Linked DNA regions of Sus scrofa: region 1 is linked to region 2. Evidence: chromatin contacts called from public HiChIP or PLAC-seq data. All regions are on one chromosome and are shown on one strand. The core of a region is the stretch at or near the end of the contact, and the rest is flanking DNA. Distances in the headings are between cores, read along the strand shown. Region 1 overlaps NFE2L2 (nuclear factor erythroid 2-related factor 2). Region 2 overlaps LOC110256983 (a long non-coding RNA gene).

What was found. HiChIP or PLAC-seq counts read pairs in DNA pulled down with a chosen protein or histone mark.
Region 1: a contact with region 2 is called in an H3K27ac HiChIP or PLAC-seq map of skeletal muscle, with 2.8 times the contacts expected there. The contact joins two enhancer-like sites. A contact is called at or near these places in 1 of 5 promoter capture datasets (liver), 9 of 47 Hi-C or Micro-C datasets (embryonic fibroblasts, epiblast stem cells, fetal heart ventricle and 6 more) and 2 of 2 datasets of contacts at active chromatin or transcription factors (alveolar macrophages and skeletal muscle).

The regions. Positions count from the first base shown.
Region 1 is chr15:82,995,372-83,002,056 of Sscrofa11.1, forward strand. All of the region lies in intron 3 of NFE2L2 (nuclear factor erythroid 2-related factor 2), which reads right to left. Among named protein-coding and RNA genes, the nearest start is that of HNRNPA3, 40 kb to the left of the region's middle. Within about 2 kb of position 2,425, at least 7 of the 83 cell types and tissues checked have an H3K27ac peak or open chromatin away from gene starts, as enhancers often do. A contact at or near this core is called in skeletal muscle, where this site is marked.
Region 2 is chr15:82,917,824-82,924,936 of Sscrofa11.1, forward strand. All of the region lies in intron 2 of LOC110256983 (a long non-coding RNA gene), which reads right to left. Among named protein-coding and RNA genes, the nearest start is that of HNRNPA3, 37 kb to the right of the region's middle. Within about 2 kb of position 2,813, at least 15 of the 83 cell types and tissues checked have an H3K27ac peak or open chromatin away from gene starts, as enhancers often do. A contact at or near this core is called in skeletal muscle, where this site is marked.

The sequences.
Region 1 (6,685 bases), core at 1,175-3,674, 77 kb after region 2:
CCATCTCTAGCAGCCACCTCCAAGGGGGAGCCAGTGAGCCCCGAAGGCTGTGAAAACTCAGGATACAGAATGATTTCAGACCTCTTTTGCTCCTGCTCCCTGCCCTTTGTTGCAAAAACTCCTCTATATCCTATATCCTTTGTCTCCTGGCAGCGGTTTCTGGGGGCTACCTGGGATGCTGTCTCCTTATTTTGCCCCAAATAAAATTTAGCCCTCGGAGTTCCTGTCATGGCACAGGGGAAATGAATCCAAGTAGGAACCATGAAGTTGCGGCTTTGATCCCTGGCCTCCCTCAGTTGCCCGTTGCCGTGAGCTGTGGTGTAGGTTGCAGACGAGGTTCGGATCCTGTGGGGCTGTGGCTGTGGCCGGCAGATGTAGCTCTGACTGAACCCCTAGCCTGGGAACCTCCATATGCCACAGATTTGGCCCTAAAAAAAAAAAAAACTTAACTCTCAGCTTTCAGGATGTGCAATTAAGTCGACAAAGCAAAGGTGTCTGGGATGGAGTTCAAAAGATGGTTCATCCATCTGACTAAGCTGGAAGCTGAGGATCCTGTGGACATACTGGAGGGGTCTCCCCACAGAAGAGACCGGGCAGCGTGCGGCCCTCTGCTGTCCTAGGGCACATGTGGGGCCTGGTGGTGGATTGGTTTTATGTCTCAGGAGACTTCAGTCTCCACAGCAATCTGGCCCCGACATGAAGCCAGGACATGTTACAGGAGAATGAGAAGCTTACAGCAAAGAGTGCAAAGGGCATGGATTACACATTGCACAGGATTCAAAGGGGGATTTTTAGAGTGGGCCAAGGAAAGCTCAGATCCCACATCCCAAGCTTCCCTGACAATCACCACAGCCACCAGGTTTGCTGAATGTATAGCGTATGCTGGATCTTGTGCTCAGTTCTCTTTTACTTAATTCTAAGAACATGTGACCCAGATAATTAGCCACATCCCATGATGACAGGACTGAAGCATTCCCATCGTATATTTATCAACCTCTCTGGGCCTCGGCTCTCAGCCTGTAAGTCAGGGACAAGGCTCATTGCCTCACAGGGCAGAGTAAGAAGTGCACACGACAAAAATCAAGTATGTAAAGCACTCAGAACCTGGTTGGCATTGGGAAGAGCCCGAGTGACTGCACCTGCCACCACCAACGTTGCGAGATGCCTACCTCTATTCGCTCAGGGCGCACAAGCAAAGCCCGTGGGAGAAAAAAAGAGAGGATATTGTCTGTTTTTTGGGGGGGGGTAAATAGTGCTAATCACTGGGACTGGAAGGCAAGGATGAAATAGGTCCAGCTGGATGAAGGCAGTGAGAGGAAATGGATCTTAGAGGAGGGCAGGAAAAGAAACTCCCCCTGTGCCACCATAGAGAAGAAAACAGTCCATCCTAAAAGAGAAAGAGCTGTTTCTGGCTCCTTCCTCTCATCAATGGAGTGAAGACACTGGCAATGAGTTTGTTAAAACACAGGAATGGCAGGGCGCCCACGCTTGAGCACAGATGGGTTCAGGAGAAGACCATCGGAAGGAGAAAAATCCACTCCCTCGTTTGTTTGTTTGTTTGTTCATGCATGCATGCATGCTGCACCCACAGCACGTGGAAGTTCCCGGGCCAGGGATTGAAGCCGAGCCACAGCAGCAACTTGAGCCACTGCAATGACAACACCAGATCCTTAACCTGCTGTGCCACAAGAGAAATTCCTACTCCCTCCTTTAAAAGGAGGCTTAAAATTTTTCCTCTTAAATGGCTAACAGAGGTGGTACTGATCAGATTGACAATGAACAGATTCTCACTACTGTGCTGATGCCAAGGCAATTGAGTCACACCACAGCCATAGCCCCTCACCATCTCTTTGCCCCAACCTGCCCACCTTCTGGTGCACAGACCATAATAACTTCCTGTCCACACCCAGCTCCTATGTCTTGCCCTTTCCAAGACCTTCTCTGGTTTCCAGATGCCTTTTATGAATGTGAAACCCCATGCGTGGGCACCAAAAGCCCTCTTCAGCCAGCCCCAGGTTCACCCTTCCAACCCTTGCAACCCTACGCGCTGCCCCAGGCCAGCTCATGCCTGCCCGCTTCCTCGGGCTTCCAACTGAAGTTTAAGCCAAAAGGAATCCTACTTCCAAAAAAGTCTAGATAATCTGCTACCTCCTTGAGATGTCCTCTCTGAGCAGCCCAGTTGGAAGAGACATTTTTCTCCTCTGTGCTGTCATATATCACAGTGAACCTAACTTGTATAAACACCAAGTTCCTAGAGGGCAGTAACAAACTCACACTCACATCTGCTGAGCAACTACTATTAAATAAACACTAGGCGTGGTGCCAGCCACCAGTTACAAAAATGACTGAAATACAATCCCTGCCCGAGAGGAAGTCCTACATTAAGCAGAAGAGATAGAGGTGTCATTTATAACTCATTATGATATGAAGCATGCCCTATAACCCAGGTGTACAAAGAACAAAGGGACTGATTGATTAGGAGGAAGGGAAATTGAGAAGCAAATGTCCTTCAAGGAGGACAATATTTTTGCTATGTTATCTTGAAGGATTGAAACGACTTTACGGCCTGAAATTCCTCAGGGCGTGTTAATACCTAATAAATGTTTGCGGAATGAGTAAGTTACAGATACTGAGTATTTTCACTGTGTATCTAAGGTGTCTAGGGTTGAAGGATTCTAATTAAATCCTTAATTAGAATAAGTTACAGGAGTTCCTGTCGTGGCGCAGTGGTTGACGAATCCAACTAGGAACCATGAGGTTGCGGGTTTGGTCTCTGCGCTTGCTCAGTGGGTTAACGATCCGGTGTTGCCGTGAGCTGTGGTGTAGGTTGCAGACGCAGCTCGGATCCGGCTTGCTGTGGCCCCAGCGTAGGCTTGGCAGCTACAGCTCCGATTCGACCCCTAGCCTGGGAACCTCCATATGCCGTGGGAGCGGCCCAAAGAAATAGCAAAAAAAAGACAAAAAACAAAACAAAACAGAATAAGTTACAGATACTGCGTATTTTCACTGTGTAGCTAAGGTGTCTAGGGTTGAAGGATTCTAATTAAACCCTAGCGTAAATAACAAAGGTATAACGTTTAATATCATGTATGACCCCACTACTAGTCATAGAAAATTACTTAACTTCATTCATGATAACAACACTTCAAATTATTCTTTGGGTAATCTACTAAAAACAAAATATAATACCTTAAGAACTATAAAGGCATGCTCCTTCGAGTTAATAATAAAACTTTTTGAGTGTTTGAGAGAACTTTTGAGAGAACAAATGTAGTATTTTCAAATAGCCATTAAGGAATTTGGTAACCTGGATGATATGCTGATTAGTCAATAGTCAATTAGTCAATATAAATGTTGATTAAATGTACTTTCTTAAAGGATACTAGCTATTCCCCTCTGGTTGATGGTCAGAAAAAAAGACAAAAAAAAGTGGGTAACCTCACTTCCCCCCATTCTAGACTTTGTTTCTAAAGCCTCAGTCTATCACCACAATATCTCAACCTCTCCAGGTATTCTATAGCTTTCCCTTACTATCCAGACTTCTTCCAAAAAGTACCCTGTAAAAAACGGGCAGTCAAGACCTAGGGAGACAGGGCAAATGACTTTTAACTTAACCTTGAAAATTTAAAAAGTGGTTAGCTTATCTTTTTAGGACCAGTTCCTTGCAGCTCTAGGCTGCAGAAATGGTCACTATCAGCAGTAACAGTCACTGGATCGAATACAAATGCTCTGTGTTCAAGGAACTGGACGAGACATGCTACCTGAGGAAGTGAAATGTACCTGGTCCCTCTGGTTTCTAGAGCTTTCATCACTTCGTGTGTTCTCTCTCCCACCACCCTCTCTAGTTTAGAATAAGAGGTGTGAACACGCTGCCATCGGAGGAGATGGTGGGCCTCCCTGCAAAGAACAAGGAATTCATAGCCTGAGGTTTCCTGAGAACAAACAGGAATATCCAGAACAAACAGGGACAGCTTCAGATTGTCCCCAGAAGTCATTGTATCACAGTGGTTCTACTGGGACTGGGAGGACCACCTAGAAGCAATTGGAATTGTGTGAGGGTGGGGGCAGGGGGAAGGGTCCTTTCTGATCGTCACAATGATGTTAAATATCCTGTAATGTGGGACAGTCCCCCACTCAAGAGAGAAGTCCAGGCCGTTTGCTAGCAGCACCCTCTTTGATGAACACTGAGTGAGCTCCCTGAGGTAGAGACATAGTCTTCATGAATCTTTGTAAAGGAGTCTCTCATTTGTCAGCATCTAACAAACACCTCCAGTCACTAAATAAGGAAGGAAAGAAAGGGAAGGAAGGAGGAGGAAAACAGGGAAGGGAGACCCGTGATTAGGGACTTTCTAAATCCCCGTCCTGCCATGGAGAGCAGCATGGCCTTGGACAGTCACTTTACCTCTTTGAATAGGTTTCTGCATCTGTAAAAAGAGGGTAACAGCCGCCATCACCAAAGATTGTCAAGATCAAGTGAGAACATGTCCAGGACCTACTACAGTACCAGCAGCTGTTCAGTAAATGTTAGTTTTTCCCCTTTGCTTGCCCATGAAATTGCCAGTTGTCTGTATTCTGATGTAACATCCAAAGGCTGGTTCTCTTTAAAACTTTGCAAGTGAGTTGGTAACAGAAAGGAAATGAAAGACTAATTAATTGTCCCCTCTGTCTCCATGATTATCTCTGCCAGCACACACCCTGACATTGACGCTTGACAGCACAACCATGCTGTAATCAAGTGAACTTTGAAAACCTGCAGCAGCGGGCAAGAGCCGTGAACTCAGGAGCCCCAGGCTTCCTAGAGTCCTGCAGGAACAGCTACTCCTCTCTGGGGAGAAAAGGCTTTATTCATCAACATCAACAGAAGAGACACGAAGTTCCCCCAGCTCTTCCTGAGATGCTTTCCCTCCTTTCTGACACCGCCCCACCCCCCACCCCAAGTTCAAGACCCAGAGGCCCAAGTCCTTTGGCAACATCAGAAACTTCCATAGATAATCAATCTGGCCCTGGCACCTCAGGGGACCTCATCATGGGGTGGGTACACAGAACCTCCCAACAATGGGACTGCTTATCTAATCTGGGCACTCCCCTGAAGGAGCCTCCATCTGCACTCCGGAGAGGAATTCCTAAGATTTCCTTATTACTGAATTACTCTGCAGTCAATACATGTGGGCTGCACTAACGAGAAGGAATATACAGCATAAAATGTTCCACGGACATAAGAATATAGTTGACCTCCGCTGTATGGGATTCCCATGCAACCCCCCACCCCCCACAGGTGTGACAAGTGCCCCACAGGCCAAGCACCAGGTCTGGTCTAAGGTTCCTGAAAAGAAGATGGTTTAAAGATAAGTACAAGGACTTTGATGGCAAAGAATGTTCCAGTCCTGGCTCTAGCTCTTACCAGCTATGTGACTGCTTTGGTCATTTGCCGGTGACCTCCAGATCCCTTCCCCATACTGCTCCTGCTCTGTCCCTGCTCCCATTCCACCAAGAGTCTGGGAGAGGGGGCAGGGACACTGGAGAAACCCTGGAGGGCAGGAGGAAGAGCCCCTCTCTTAGTGGCCCAGCTCCTAACTCGGTGCCAGCCCTGGGAGGGCAGGCCAGAGCTGGAATGCCACCTCCCCACTTCACCCCTCCAAGCCCTAAGGCTGGCAAGTGTCTTCCTGAGGCTGTTACTCTCTAGGTTGTCTGGTTTCTTGGCTGTCCCATCACCCATATAATTAATTTCCTATATAAAACCCTTCTGTTTGAAATATCTCATGTGTTTCCCGGTTCCTAAACCAAACTCTGGATTGCTTCTTAACCTCTCCAAAGAGTTTTCTTGACAGTGACAAAACCTACTTTAACAGGGCTGTTAAGAGAACTAAGCATAATGAGTGTAAACACAGCTCGAGGAAATACTCAAAAACGCCCGCCCTTTTTTCCCCACGGAGGAAGGATCGAAGGACCAGGGCATGCTGAGGAGGACAGGGAAGTACTTCAGAAGAGTCCAAAAAGCAGTAGCCTTCCTGGGTTCATTACGAGGAATCCTTTCTGCGAGTTTTCTTTTTCCTCCTTTACTTCCAGCACCTTTTTTCCAAGTGAAAGGTCACCGGGAGTCTCCCCGCCCTCAATCCACTGCCCCAAGGATTCTCCCAAACAGGCAGCCTGACAAAGAAGTTTCAGGCGGAGCATGAACCTCTGTCTCTGGAGGAAAAGAGAGAAGCCGAGCCCACACTTTGGTTCTCATTCTGAGCCTGCTCTCAGCTTGGGAACCAGCGGAGGAAGAACACATGAGCTGGGGCAGGAGCGGCGCTGGGCAGCGCAGAGCAAGCCAGCTCTGTTCCCGTCCTTGAGGGTTGGTTTCTCAGAGTGCGTTTAAATTCTGTTTCCTTGAGAAGGACCAAGGATGAAAACAACTTCCTCAAAAATGGGCAATTTTTCCTACTGCAAGTCAAAAATGATAGTTCTTCCTTTGGGTGGTTTTCATTACCAGGATTGTAATGATTAAAACAATTCTCTTTTTTCTTTTTTTTGGCTAGGTCAAAAATATTCATGATTCTCTAATACTCTAGAAACAGCAGCAAGACTCCCTGGCTCCAGGACTCTAATACTAACCAGCAAAAAGTACAGGTTCTTAAGCCAACCCTCAGGCATCTGGAGTAGTGCCTGTCCCTCATGGCCACACCTCTGTTCCCATGCTATT
Region 2 (7,113 bases), core at 1,563-4,062:
TCAATGGTCTATAGAATTCTTATCCCTGTGACTAACTTGATTTTTTTTTTAATAAACTATGCCTGCTTCTAGGTGACAGCCACACATAGTAAATAAATACTATTCTCTAACACATGCATTAGATGTGTTGGAGAACAGGGCTGGCTTAAAGAAATAAATATCTTATGTCAGATTTCTGCCATAGATGGTTTCTGTGTTTGAGGGCAGAGAAGGACAGAGATATGATTTTTACCGCAGCAGATCAGAATACATTCCTAAACTACTCAAATGCTAATGCAGTTCTACTGTGTTTTACTAAACCTATGATTGTTTTTAATCTACTATTATCTCATGACACAAAATATATGAAAGCATGTTTCCAGAGAATTCCAGAGTTTTACACAAACACTTCTGGATAAAGGCCATCAGTGGTTTTTTAGAGCAGTTTCAGTGAAATGGTGCAAACAGAAGCCTCCCTCATGGGAGGTTTAGAAAAGCTGAGCAGGGAGAAAATAAATACGATAGTTATAAATGACCCATTTGTCTATGTATTTGGAAGACGATTATGAAATTGAAGGGGATAAGAACACTTCTAGAGCCACTGGGAAAGATGATAGACCTCCAGGGCAAAGGTTTGAATATGGGAATAAGGCAGACTTAAGCAAGAATAGAGTTGTGTTTAATATATATATATATATATAATTAAATATATATATAATAAATACATACAAATATATATATACATGGAACATTTTCTAGATTTAGAAGGCGCTAGAGATGACAATGTAAACTATAGGGAATGCTTCAAGATTTGTCTTCAATGTACTAGAGTTTAATGATTCAGGGATGACTGTAAACAAGATTGGGGCAGGAAAGGGGGTTCTTCCAGAAAAACCCTAGAGAGCAAATGACCCCTGCAAATCCTGCAAAGTATAAGGGAGACACTCAGCAACAGTCTCTCTTATGTGACTTGGTTTAAACCTACTGGTCACAACAGCTATATGTTCATTGTTTCTTGGAAAGACCAGAACTAATGAAAAATCAATCAAGATGATCAGTTCCAACTTGTGGGAGTTCTTTCCCCACTGTGTCTGACCTGAAGCTGACAGCAGGAATTCGTGCTGCCATCTTTAAAGGTGCACACTACAAATGACCCAGTTTGCAAAACAGTCACTGAAGAGACATGGTTAAAGTGGTCACAGCAGAACTACATCATGCTGCAGAAAGAGGCTGTTCTTTTCACAGTGTAGTCAGTTCAAAGCAAAATAACAAATTCTTTCATTTGTTTTAGTTTCACATCTCAGTTTTTTTGGTCACCATTCCTTGTCAAAAATGTTTCTTAAGCATTTTTGGTGAGCACCATACCTAGGCCAGCAAAGAGCCTGACTCACAAAGTATTGATAATCCAAAATGTGGAGAGAAGAAAGGCAAACCACTGGCTGTACCACAATTTTTGTACCAAATGAACTATCAAACTGCAATTTAAAGGGAGACCTGAGGCAGACAGTGATACAATGTCCTGCTCTCCTTTCATTCTTTCTTTGACCTCTGCTTCTTTTCCTGCTTCCTTACTTTGTTTACATAGTGAGAAATCTATTATCCTCTGCTGAGTTTCAAGCATGCCTGGGCATGTTTGTCAAACTGACCTTGCAGTTTGACAAATGGGCCTGATGGGCCTCTGACTATGGACCCAGACTGGGTCTGCTACTTAAATTCAAACACATCCACACAAGTCTGGCAAATTAGTAGGGGGAGATCGGGGTATGTGTAACATTCAGAAAACCTCCCAACAAAAGAACTCATTCTCAGGGAAGAAAAAGAGCCTTATACAATGAGGACTGGTTTATTTTCCCTTCCCAAAATAATAATTTTTTTAATTGAGGTAAAATTGACATCCATTATATTAGTTTCAGGTGTAGAACATAATGATTCGATCTTTGCAAATGTTGGAAAATGATCACCACACTCTATTAACATCCATCACTGTACATAAAGAACTTCTTTCTTTCTTTTTTTTTTTTTTTTCATTATCTTTTTAGGGCCTCGTGTGCAGCATATGCAAGTTCCCAGGCTAGGGGTTTAATCAGAGCTGCAGCTGCTGGCCTATACCACAGCCACAGCAATTCAGGATCCATCCAAGCCACATCTGTGACCTACATCACAGCTCATAGCAACTCCAGATCCTTAACCCACTGAGCAAGGCCAGGGTTTGACCTCGAATTCTCATTGGATACTAGTGGGGGACGTTACCACTGAGCCACATCAGGAACTCCCAAGTTATTTATTTTTTAACTGGAAGTTTGTACCTTTTGACCCCATTCACCTGTTTTACCCCACCCCTGGCATCCACCAATAATGTTAATTTTTCCTGTATGGGTCAAATTTTAGTATATGTCTTGCTGAGGTTTGCACTCACAATAACTGTTTTTCAGTCCTGGGATACTGGGACACAGGGTTAGAATCTGTGTACTTAATGGAATCATCGCTATTAGAGGATTACAGGCCTGAAGAAACAGGCCTGAAGGGTGCCCTGCATCAGAGCCTGGCTGAAGGAGAGGAGGGGCAGGTAATTGCAGTTCAAAAGCAGACAGCCATTCATGGCGGCCCTTACTGTAATGATATTCATGCTTAAGCCAAGGGGCCCAAAAGTACCCAACTCCTGCTCAGCCCAGACATCTCTCCTCACCACAGGTCCTGAAGAAGATATTTAGAAGCAATGAAATATGAGAAATCAAAGGCCTGGTGCCTAAAATCCCCATGCAGAGCTCCCGGATTAACAGGCCAAGAACATGTTTTAGGCATATACCAAAATGAGCTCTCTCCCTCCCCTTATGCCCAATTTGCATCTTGGCATCGTCCCTCCCTTAAGCCAGCTAGCCTCATGGGATAAGAAACCAAAGTAAAAATAGCCCAAATAGTGACCTGAAATCTGACCTAACAAAGCCTGAGAAAGAAGCAGCAACTGGGGTGGGTGGGCTCGGAGAATTTAGGGAAAGTGGTTTAATCACCAACACTTGATGATAACGTGATTGACCATATTAGTTCTCAAAAGTGAAATTTTAGGGAGTCACTTCAGCAAACAGGAGAAGGAAAAAAAACTAGGGAGCCCAAAACATTGTGGATTAAATCAATACGGTATTTCAATACCATAACCCAAAAGGAACAAAAATGTTAACAACGATTTAAATATTAACATTGCTCCCTGGCCCATAATACGTAAAGGAGTGGCATTTTTCTGGAACACATCCATTTTTGTAATTACTTAACTGACTAATCCAACAGAGCTATATTTACTAAACTCTAAGCTCACGACCAAGGGTTTTTCTTTTTGATACATCTTAAAACATCTCAAAGTACTTTAAACTGTCATTGTATGAGGATTTATTAGAAAGCTAATGGTATGTAACATAACTGCTATGGTTTTAGTAAATAGTAAAATCAATGCAGTCTCTTAAATACCCATGTAAATAATAAAATGATTCATAAGTCTTCAAATTATAATAGTCACTATGTATGTTACTCAGAAAAAAAAAGAAAATTTCCCACTGCAGCATGGTTTTGAAATTTCTTTGTGGTCATGAAACCTTTTTCAAGAGCTCTACCTCACACAGACATTCCCTATAATTTACTCTTTTACGACAAGTAAAAGCGGATCTGCTTCAGAGGTGTGCTAGTAAATATTTAACAAGGAGCACTCCAGGAAAAACTGATTTGGAGGTGTGCTGCTTTCTATGGAGTCAATGCTCCCACCGTGGCCATGACTGAAGGAAGGCACCTCATCTGCTCCTGTGAACAGCCCACCCTGGAGACCCCTGTCCCCCAGCACTCACTCTCCTCTGTATCGATACCCCCAAAGGGCCCAGTTTAAAAAGTCACAGTAAGATAACTTTGTAACAAGGAAACTTTTTGATGGTCATCTCTAAGATTGCTAAATTGCTGCTTATCAATACTTAGAAATCCTGTTTTCCTAGCGTTATCTTATGAGTCAATGATAGAGCTTTGAAAATACACAGTTAGGAATTTAGTAACCACCAATAGACAACTCCCCCTCTCCCTTTAAATAACCTTTCAACCCTGATCTTATGACATTCCCAGTCTATATTTTACACACATTTTGTCTCAAAGTTGGTCTTATATGGAATTCTAAATAGGGCATACAAATTAATTCTTAAAAATTTGCTCTTGGAGTTCCCATTATGGCTCAGCAGAAATGAATCTGACTAGCATCCATGAGGATGCAAGTTTGATCCCTGGCCTTGCTCAAGTGTTGCCGTGAGCTGTGGTGTAGGTCAAAGACAGGGCTTGGGTCTGGTGTTGCTGTGGCTGTGGCATAGGCCAGTGGCTACAGCTCCAATTCGACCCCTAGCCTGGGAACCTCCATATGCCGCCGGTGCATCCCTAAAAAAGGCCAAAAAAATTTTTTCTTGGCTCTTAAAATTATAAAAATCAGAGTACACAGACATCTGAGACCCACTACCCCCCCCCACCTTCCTTATCTCTTTCTCTAAAATTCTCTCTCATCTCCCTCTAAACCCTTCCATCTCCTTCACTATCTCTTGGAAAGTTATAATATGTTTGGAGCCCGTCAGCCTGGTTGAATGAGGAATTTGTATGAGAATCCAGAGCCCATTCAATCCTTTACTTTACCCAGCCTTAGAGTGAAGGACACAGGCCTTTTGATTTGGGTAGGCTAGAGAGAAGGCCAAAAGCAAATTACCCTCCTTCTAGAGTTTCTGTCTCAGACAGCCCAGCAAGTCACAACAGTCAGCTATAGTCACTTGACAGACAAATGCCAAGTTAGAAAATGCTGCCAGGGAGCATGACAGTCACCCATGGATAAAGGGTCAAGGAGGAAATGATCAGGAATCCCCTTTTACATTTCTTAGCAATACCTGAATTTTCTCCCCTCCTTTCATGTTTGCTTCCTTGTTAGCAAATAACCATTTCATTTTTTTTTTTTTTTTTCTTTTCAGGGCTCTAAATTGTCTTCATCTTCTTTTTTTTTTTTTTTTTTTTTTTTTCTTTTGTCTTTTTAGGGCCTCACTCACGGCATATGGAAGTTGCCAGGCTAGGGGTCGAATTGGAGCTACTACAGCTGCCTGCCTACACCACAGCCTCAACAACATGGGATCCAAGCCGCATCTGTGACCTACACCATGGCTCAAGGCAATGCCAGATTCTTAACCCACTGAGCGAGGCCAGGGATCAAACCTGAATCTTTATGGATGCTAGTCAGATTCGTTTCTGCTGCACCACAATGGGAACTCCCTCTTCTCCTTCTCCTCTCTCTCCTTCTTCTTCCCCTTCTCCTTCCTCTTGTTTTCCTTCTTCTTCCTCTTCTTCCTTTTCTTTTTTAAATATTGCTCTAGGAATCTATCAGGGGACAAGAAATCAACATCTATCTCCTCATACATACTAGGACTCCACAGTGAAATACTTACAGCTCTTTCCTCAGGCAGATCAAGTTAACCAAACAAAAGAAGGGGGTAGGCCAAGTTCCCAGAGTAAAGTACAGACAGGAGCCCTAGAAGGCCATCCTTCCCAGACTGCAGCCTGGTTGAGAGGCTGAGCCAGCTCAGTATTCCACATATGTGTAAGGAGCCCCTACTATGTGCTAGGCACTTGCTAGCTGCAGAAGCTCTGGAAATCAGTTCTACCATCCAAGAGGCCCAGCTTGCCCTCGTTTATGGTTTTAGTTGTTTTTTTGTGAGAGCAGACAGCTAGGTAATCTGTCCTCATTCCCCGCAATATTTAAATACCTTGCATACACCCCTCAGGGACTTATCTAAGAATCTGAGCTTAAGTCCACTGGAATGATAGTGCCCTCTGCCCCAGAGGGAATGAGGACAGGAATGTGGGGGAGGAGGAAGATATGTCCTCTGGATCAAGGCAGGCATTGAGCTTGGGAGAGGAGCTCATGAAGAGCTGAAGGCCTTCAAGAAAAACCGTTAAGAAAGGCCCCAGAATGTACTAATTTGGGGGAGAAGAGCCCCAGTAAGAACATGGGCAGGAGAGAATTTCCCATTGTGGTGCAGTGGAAATGAATCTGACTAGAATCCATGAGGATTCATGTTCGACCTCTGTCCCTGCTCAGTGGGTTAAGGATCCGGCGTTGCCATGAGCTGTGGTGTAGGTCACAGACAGGGCTCGGATCCCGAGTTGTTGTGGCTCTGGCAAAGGCTGGCAGCTACAGTTCTGATTCGACCCCTAGCCTGGCAATCTCCATATGCCACTGGTGTGCAAAAAAAAAAAAAAAAAAAAAAAAACGGCAGGAGCGAACAGAAATAGAATGCTTGCTGATAAGAAGCTTACCGCAGGGAAACTGATCAGAGCAGGAACTTACATAACTAAGAAATACAGCTTAGGATATGCAGCTGACAGCCCAGTTAGATGGCTGAGGAGAGAACAGTGTCAATACTGGAAGGCAAATCTGGTGAACTAGAGAAAAGTCAGGAAAAAGCTCTCTTCTACAGGAACCAGAGACAATTCAGCCTAAATCTGGAAACAGAAGGGTGGTGGAATAAACAGCATAAGCTGAGCCAGGATAAGAACTAGAAAAAGAGTATCACACTGTGTGCCAAAGCATTTTTACGTATCAGCTCATTTAACCATCAACAAGAGCTCTGTGCAATAGTTATTATTATACCCATTTTACAGATGAGAAAATTGAGAAACAGAATGATTGATTTATTTCTGCATGTCTAGTAGGTAATATAATCTGGATTCACAACCAGGTAGTGTTGCTATAGTCCTAACCCAAAAAAGAGTAACAAAACAAAACTGGGGAGAACAAGTTAATATTTTCAAATGAGAAACACTAGATTATGTTTTTTAAAAAAAGACAAAAAAAGAAAAAAAATAGTGGAGTTCCCATCATGGCTCAGTGGTTAACAAATCCGACTAGGAACCATGAGGTTTCAGGTTCGATCCCTGCCCTTGCTCAGTGGGTTAAGGACCCAGTGTTGCCGTGAGCTGTGGTGTAGGTTGCAGATGAGGCTCAGATCCCACGTTGCTGTGGCTGTGGCGTAGGCCGGCAACTACACCTCCGATTAGACCCCCTAGCCTGGGAATCTCCATATGCCACAGGTGTGGCCATAGAAAAGACAAAAAAAAGATTGTTTTTTATAACTTCAT